Linked DNA regions of Sus scrofa: all the other regions are linked to region 3. A link is a contact called in public Hi-C data. All regions are on one chromosome and are shown on one strand. The core of a region is the stretch at or near the end of the contact, and the rest is flanking DNA. Distances in the headings are between cores, read along the strand shown.

The links. Hi-C and Micro-C count contacts between places; a contact is called where the count stands out from the background.
Region 1: a Hi-C map of fetal skeletal muscle shows a contact between it and region 3, with 2.9 times the contacts expected there. The contact joins two enhancer-like sites. A contact is called at or near these places in 18 of 47 Hi-C or Micro-C datasets (adipocytes, alveolar macrophages, brain and 11 more) and 1 of 2 datasets of contacts at active chromatin or transcription factors (skeletal muscle).
Region 2: a contact with region 3 is called in a Hi-C map of fetal skeletal muscle, with 2.4 times the contacts expected there. The contact joins two enhancer-like sites. A contact is called at or near these places in 1 of 5 promoter capture datasets (fetal skeletal muscle), 12 of 47 Hi-C or Micro-C datasets (alveolar macrophages, embryonic fibroblasts, epiblast stem cells and 7 more) and 1 of 2 datasets of contacts at active chromatin or transcription factors (skeletal muscle).

The regions. Positions count from the first base shown.
Region 1 is chr9:74,889,149-74,891,905 of Sscrofa11.1, forward strand. PPP1R9A (neurabin-1) reads left to right here. Exons shown (of 19, transcript XM_021063384.1): 8 at 2,312-2,365. Among named protein-coding and RNA genes, the nearest start is that of PON1, 84 kb to the right of the region's middle. Within about 2 kb of position 1,488, at least 13 of the 83 cell types and tissues checked have an H3K27ac peak or open chromatin away from gene starts, as enhancers often do. A contact at or near this core is called in fetal skeletal muscle, where this site is marked.
Region 2 is chr9:75,097,266-75,099,965 of Sscrofa11.1, forward strand. No RefSeq gene overlaps it. Among named protein-coding and RNA genes, the nearest start is that of ASB4, 12 kb to the right of the region's middle. Within about 2 kb of position 1,301, at least 9 of the 83 cell types and tissues checked have an H3K27ac peak or open chromatin away from gene starts, as enhancers often do. A contact at or near this core is called in fetal skeletal muscle, where this site is marked.
Region 3 is chr9:74,230,421-74,233,120 of Sscrofa11.1, forward strand. No RefSeq gene overlaps it. Among named protein-coding and RNA genes, the nearest start is that of CASD1, 45 kb to the right of the region's middle. Within about 2 kb of position 1,396, at least 2 of the 83 cell types and tissues checked have an H3K27ac peak or open chromatin away from gene starts, as enhancers often do. A contact at or near this core is called in fetal skeletal muscle, where this site is marked.

The DNA of each region.
Region 1 (2,757 bases), core at 238-2,737, 660 kb after region 3:
CCAGCAGTCTAATTTAACTACTCTGCATACTTGGCTCATGGTAGAAGGAACAAAGAGTCATTCTTCTTGTCAATAACAATTGAAGATACTCCAAAAATCACCTAGGCATGTAGATTTGCTGGATCTCTTAGTGTCCACATGTACAAGATCTCTGTGGAAAATAATTCCTTATAGCTATGTGTATGTGTATGTGTACATCTGTTTGTCTGTAATGTATCATGTCTAGATCTACGTACTTTTGCTAATTTTGATTTATTAATTTATATTGGTAGAGAGATTAGTGCCAAAATTCATTAGAAGGAGAAAGAGTTATCTTTACAGCACCTTGTACAAGGCAGCTCTAAAATAAGTGCCTTTTGAATTAATCCTTATTTTATTTCATCTATAAGCCCTAATTTCCCATGTCTAAAGTGAGTCTAGAAGTGTAAGGATCCATTATTCAGTAGTGTCTTCACCATAGAGCCAGCATTTGGAGAAGCCATTTTGGCCCATATTGGCCTGGGTTGCCTGGCTTTGTCAGGTCCCGAGAGATTCATCCAGACTGGAGCTCTGAATGATTACAGACTTCATCAGGGAGGTGGAAGAGAAGATGCTAAGAATTTAGAGTAGCACTTTGCCAGGTACACTGGTGCTCTGAGCATCTGCTAAAGGCAGGTAAGTTAAGCATAGTACCACTAGGGCTATGGTGAGAAACTGAGGGAGCCAAGACCATTTTGGCCACGCAGAGAGTATTTCCTAGAGTAAGAAGGAGTGGCGGATGAAAGGAGCAAGAGCTGTGGGCAAGACTTAGAGGAGTGACCGGCTCCGAAAGCAAGAGAATAAGATAAATGGATGGGGCAGAATCTGATTTGAAAGTTTCAAGATCACCCTCAAGACCAAGAGCAGGAGCAGAGCTGTAGCTTTGTTGTCTTCAGGGTGTCGACAGGAGACCTGAAAGATCATGGAGAGGACATTTTGCCCAGAGCGTGAAGGTCCTCAGTTTCTAGGCTTTTATTCATCAGTATCTGAGTGTTGAATGAATCTGTCCTTGATTCTAACCTCTTTTCTTCTACATCCTTCTCATATGCCCTTACTGGCCAGGTAAACACCAAGGAAATGCAGGTTACAAACAAAAGAGAGAGCTGAGGTGTTCAGGGTGGTGTGCTCTCTAAAGGTTCACATTTGTCTTTTCATTAGCTGTCTTTCCCATAGGAAAACTTTAGACTTATTTGATTGCAGTAACATGGGAAGTTTGCAGTCCTTCTGTACAATCATAAATTGAAAATGCTCTGAAACAGTTTTTTAATATAATTTTGTGGCAGACTCATTTTGGTGGTAAACCTGACCCACACTGACAGGATGCTATTTGCAGCCTTTATGCACCTTAGTGAGAATATTCACATGTTTGGTGGCAAAAAAAATATTCCGTGTGTTTGATTACAGAGGGATTCCACGCCCCGCTGTGGGCAATAAGCAATTTATGGAAAATGCATCTTACTATGATTCTGAAATTAGAAAAATTCTGAATTCCAAAAACATCTGGCCCCAGGGGTTTTAGAAAAGTGATCGTCAACCCATAAATGTTTTTCCGTAAATGTTGGTGTATTTATTTATCCCTTAAGGAATGAATGTTTGCTTCGTTCTTCTCCTACAAAGAAAACAAAGTGGGGAGGGGAGAACAAGACAAATCCAAATGGCGGCTCTCAGGCCAGTAAACAGTAGCTGAAGCTTTGTGGGTGTCTAAGTCCTTAACAGAAGTAGACCTTTTAAAGGACACAAATCTAGATCTGTACTTTTCCTGCAATTAAAAATTTTTATGGATTTCGCTGTGGATCTGCATCATCCTGTTCTCCAGCTTTGCAGCTGCCTGAGCTGTAAAAGAGCTGCAAAGCCTAAAATGTCTTACTTGTGGGACCAGAGCGCCACCTTTCTTCCAGACTTGGAATGGAAGCTTTACTCATAGCCACCGGCTGACTTGCCCGTTGAAGCCATTCAATCCACAAGATTTTCAAGGAAACAATTTCTTGACACTCAAATCATAAAGGAAGAGTTGCAAAGAGGGCAAGAAAGTGTGTTTCCTTCTCTTTGGTCCCTGAGCAATTAAATTCGTAACCTAATCTGATGTTAGGGAGTGTGAGCCATAAACCCTGTGTTTAATTAGTTTGCACCTGGAGAGTCATTTTACACACTAGACATTTTAATTTACAACCTCCTGCATTGCAGCACTTTTTTAGGCCTTCAGCTATGTAATAAGGTATTCTGCTAGCTGCCGAGGCTTTAAAAATATAGATACTCTTAGTTCAGATATTTTTCCTTTCTTTTCTGTTTTCAGTTGCAAATCAAACATGCAGTTACAGAAGCAGAGATTCAGAAATTGAAGACCAAGGTAAGTACCAATACACAGTGTTTGAATTGTCCTTTTTAAACTTCAGATGCTATGAATAAATTCAACCCTAGGACTAAAAGATTTGTTTCTGTACATTTGAAAGAATCCTAATGCGAAAGATTGACTTCCACTGTTAGTGGAAAAACCTACCAGTGCACACCCTTGTGGGGTCAGTGCCACCATATCCCTCAGGAAAAGTAGCACAATATTTTATAATTGCATATTTACATGCTTGCACATATGTGGCCAGTTCACTCTGAGCTTTCCTCAAAAAGTATGTGTTCATAATAGTTCAACCATGTGACTTACATTTTGCCCCTAATTCCTTAAGCACAAGTTTTTACTATAGCTTTCTTTTTATATATCTTATTTTAAATAAGTTTAATCATTTA
Region 2 (2,700 bases), core at 51-2,550, 870 kb after region 3:
TCGTGATGTCCCTGGTCAAATATAGAAATATAGAAATAATCATCAGGGAAGAAGGACTTGGGGGTATTTTTGTGGTATGATCCTTAGGATGAATTGGCTTTCTCTAACCTGGCAAATATTCTATAGTGCCCATAAACAAATTGTTCTTTAGGCATGGTCCTCAGACCAGCAGCATTGGTATTGAACAAAATCTCAGGTCTCACCTGAACGTAATCAGAATTTTGAGAATTGAAGCCCAGCAGTCTGCAATGTAACAAGCCTCCAGAGGGTTCTGAAGTACCTTAAAGTTTGAGAACTGTTATAATAGTGCAGTCTGCCAGTAGAATACGATAGGTCATCAATTATATTTAATGACTAGCTTTTCTTTCACAGTTCCTCCCTGTGCCTAGCTGGATATAGTTGGGAGTCTTGGCAGTCCTCAGTGACCCCCATTGCCTATGGAATTTTATAGGAACTGCTCTCTCTGCATTCAAGGACTCCTGTAATGATAGACTCAAATCAGGCCTCCAGTGTAACCTTCTACTTCCCCTGTTTGTATTCGTTCTGTTTTAGTAAAATTGGGTTACCATTCTCTCCCCTGTGGCCTCATTCAGGAGAGACCGTTGACATAGCTTAAGACAGGGGAGAGCCTTTGGTGAATGGAGATTTAAGGGAGAGCACATTTCTGGTTGGGGCTGCAGAGTAACCAAACACATCGTTACCCAATGGTTTTGGTTCCTATCAATATCAAATATAATTCCCCCTGTGAAATCTTTCTCCATCCTTCAACCAGAAGATGTGAGCGCTCTCTTTTATAATGCCCAGCCCCTCACCTCCTGTGTTTTGTATTTTCTCAGTAACTTCTATTCGGCCCTGTTGTGCAGTGGAAATTGTCTCATTTCCTTGAATCGACTATAAGTACGGGGGGCCGGGGGGGGAGCCTATTCATTTTGCTGCCACACCTACCAGAGTGTCAGATACATAAATAATAACTCTGTCAGTCATTGTTTATTTATGGTATGTGGTGGCAGGTCTGCCAGGCAAGCCTAGAGTGTCACCCAAGAGCTTCTGGCTAAGGCTGTTAGCTGTATGAGTTAGGTGTACATTGCATGCCTGTCCCAGAGTGTTCCCTTTCAGGTGACTGACATTCATTCTTGTGAGATTTATAGAAAGTACACAGCCCATGTTTAAAATACAAAATCCACCTAGAAAAGATCAAGAAATGGAAAGAAGATCTGGAGGACGAGACTAGCTCTTTTACCCCCTGGCGCTATCAAGGGGCAGCGTTAAGAGACACTAGAAAGGACCAGGGCTGAGAAACAGGAACAAATCTTTGATTTCACAGTCTTGCCTGGAGCCTTGACTGACAGTAGCTGCTGCTTTAACCTCCATCTGTAGCTTCACGCCTTTTTAGAAGAGACTCAGAAAATCTCACTCTCATCTTATAGGGAATATTTTCAGCCTAAGAGGAAAATTGTAAGCATGAGAAGCAGACTCGCCTTGCTTTCCCACACCCAAGACAGAGACTTCTAAGACAATAATGATCTGGAAAAAAATCTAAAGACACACAGTGCAAAATATATTTAGTTTATTATTTTAAGTCCTCTTCTTAACACCGTTGCAGTGAAGACAAACAGTAAACTGACAACCGCCCCATCCAAACAACGTTTAACTTGTATTTATGTATTTGTTAGCCATTCACACCTTGAAATTCATTCTGATCCATGGCAAATTCTGAACAGAGAAATTCATGTAGGAAAATATGATCACGAAAGATATGGTTTAGGTGGATGAAACCCCTAAATTTTTAATCCATATTTGTGGTTTAATCAAGATCACATTTTGTCTGCATTGGCTCGGGTTGTTTTTTTCCTGGGAATACAGCAGCTATTTTTCCAGGTTCATTTACCAAGGAACACTGCCATCATGAGGCCTAGTGTGTTAAAGACAGATCAGAAAAGACCAGTAGCAGCATGGCTTTAGTTTTGATTCTCCAGAAAAATGTTTATAGCTTTTAAATGTGCTTTGCTGTTTGAAGCCGTTTTTGTTGATTCCTTTCTGAAAGAGCATTCTTAAAATATTTGCCAAAGGATGAACTCTGTGTCAGCTTGCGAATCCCTCAAATACACAGAGACCATAAACAGAATATCATATATAAAACAATAATTGAACACTGCTTGTTTTACAAATCTGTAAAGTTTTCAAAAATTTATCCACTTTAAAGTGAGCAGGATAACTTTCTCGTGCACAATCAAGGGACTGCCTATTGTTTTCTTTACTCTGAGAAGTCTGTTCAGGGAGAGGAGATGTAAAACAATTACTCTAGAGAGGCAGAATCACCTTGTTCAAAAGCTAAAATATGAAGCTTGACACTAGATCAGAGTCTCTATTTTGCCACTAATTAACTGTAGAATCTTGAGCAAGTCACACAAGTTATCTGTTCTTGGTACTTTTTTTCTTAAATGAGTAAGTTTGATACACTTAAGTCAAAACCTTTTTCCAGTTTAAAAATTCTATAATTCTACTTGACAAGTAAACAAGTTTTTTAAAAGGCAAGAATGTTGTTTTTCTTTAGATAGATTATTTTCCTCTGGTTTTCCTGTAACTGAAGCTTTGTCTGCATGATTCATCATGCAAAATTTTCTCTCTAAGAACCCAGAGATTATGTGTTATCCTCAGCAGCACTCCAGCACAAACAGCTTTTATGTGTTTTGTGGGCAT
Region 3 (2,700 bases), core at 146-2,645:
GCATGGCAAATTCCAAGAGCTTTAGTAGTTCAGAGTCAAGGAGTAGTTATGGCAGACAGGACTTAACAGCTAACATTCATTGTTTATTTGGTGCCAGGTTCTGTACCCATATCCTTTTAGCAGCATGATTTCACTTAATCCTCAAATCAACCCTATGAGTTAGATACTATTATTATCTCCATTTTATAAGCAAGGAAACTAAGGCTTAGAGATGGTAAATAATTTATACAAAAGTACACAATAGTAATTGGGAAGATCTGGTCCTTAAACCCAGACAACCCGACTCCATTCTGCTATGCATTTTCTCCACACAGCTGTGGTGCCTTTGGTTTCTCAGTCATGCCCAAAAAATCAGAGGTGTCTCATTTAGCTTAGTTCATGGTGGCTGCTTTCTGATCTTCAGGGACTTACACTTCTAGGCTCCTTTTTTTATGTGAAGCCAGGCAAAGTGGCTGTAATGAAACAGTCTGAAGCTCTGTCACATCTGAGTCCACCGCATTCATGAGGAACTAGCCCACGCTGACAGGTTAGGGCTCCGTGAAAATGAGCAGCATAAATATCAAAACAACCCATAATAGAAGATTTATGAAAAACATTGATATTATGATCCATTTCTGGTTTGCGGATAGTAACACAGATAATTCAAAGCATTTACATCTTTGTCGCTCAAATAATAAACAAGAGAACAAAAACTGTGCAAGGCACTGTAATAGATGCTATGGGTATTCACTCCAGGGCTTTGGAAAAAATGTCTGTGGATCTTTAGAAGCTTTATGATATACACACTACTGCTTAATATTTTAATTATGACTCAGTTTTTAATTCTAATCACACAAGTCTATAGTGAGAGAGGTCAGTATGGAAAGTACTACATGCCACCAAAAGGAAATACACCTAAAGGAAAAAAGCCTCCATCCAAAATGAGTTGAGGATACTTATGTTAATTGGAAGTTAATAACTCTAGACCTACTATGATCATATTCACAGCCTCAAGACAACAGTGCTATAAGTAATGATAAAATAAAATTCCTTCTACAGCAGTAAAACATTTAGTCTTTTTAATACTGTTCTTGGTTGGGGGGGAGAAAAAATTGTCAACAAACATACGAATAATCTCTATTAAACTACTGAAAAGTGGAAAAAAGCTACCAAGAAAAGTGATTTTCTATCCTTTGTTAAATAACTTAAACATTTATCTAGACAAGTATTACATTTAAGGAGCCAAATTCTGCCTCAAAGGGAACCCAGCTGGCCATGAAATATAATCTCTTTAGCTGGATGAAGGATAAACAAAGTTTAGTCCTTCGTGCAGAACATGCAATGAAGACAGAAAACACCCTGCCCTGGGATTTGTCCAGAGCAGGTGTCAGCAGGCTCTAAGATGGCTGCCAAGTCTTTATTTACTCACTCTCTCATGAACTGGAAGAAGGAAGGATTCTAGTATCTGCAGGTCACTCACACACATATGCCCAGAAGTGGATGCACTTTGAGGCAGCTAGGTTAAATCTATAAGCAAAAACACTGTGAAAAGCACCTAGTTTATGTTTGCTACTCCACCAAAAATGTTGAGGTAGGGCCTCCCCCTCCCCAAGAACCTCTCTTCCTACAATTTCAGTTACTGCTCCTAAAGCTTCTTTAGAGTCCTCAAGAATTTCCTTTCATAATGCAAATACCCTTAAGACAGACCATACGTACATTTATTATTGCAAAAGCCTTAGAGAAGCTGAAAGAGAGCTAACACTCAAGAATAGTTATGATGTTATAATCCAAGGGAAGAACAATTCAGTTCTATGATGTTTTTATCTGGTCCCACTGGTGTGGCTATAGGGAGCAGGGTGACAAGGGAAGGCAAAGAATGCTGTTGGTGGAGAAAGAAAGTAGCTGCTTAGTTTTTTTCTGTTCTATGTTTATCAGTGTTAAGATCTCAGAGGAATGTGTAATAAATCAGCTTTGAGGCTAGAATATCACAATTATATTTTACATGCATTTATACTACTGCGTGGGTCAGTAAACAGGAATAATTGATTTCCGACCAGAAGCAGAGCACTGTATCCAGGATTTATAGGAACAGCAAACAGTATAGTTTGGTTTGCCTCTAGTTTGCTAGAAAACATAATTTTTTACTACTATTTACCTATACACCAGAGCCAAGTGGAGCAATGCAATTAAAGTTTTCTAGGCCATAATGAATAAAAAGAGTGTTACAGGTACTTGGGTCAATTAAAGAAACATTTACTTTTTCTATTTAACTCCTTAATATATATATTTCTTTTCTTTCTTTTTTTTTGTTTGATCCTAAATAAATTTTCTTTAGTCTATATATAAGAACAGAAATAACATATAATATTATATAAGATCGATGACAGAATACTAGAGAACTTTAAAAAGCTTTATAATTTGATAAATCCTGTATAAATAGTAACTCACAGCTACCTTCAGACTCTCTACAATTGAGGGGTTTTAGCCTATTCTCCTAGTTTCTCCGTCTTCCATATCCAACCATATCTGTAAGACATTTTGTTGTTGGTCTTTGCTACCCAATAGCACCTCTTGCTTCTTTAAGTTAAAGTACACAGTTTTCTTTGGCAAACTATATACTTTCCAAATCTCAACCTGTGTATTTTGGGAGGCATGCTATCCTGGTCCCTGATCCATCAGAGCAAGAGATATCTCTATGAGACTGGGTCAGGGACCACATGA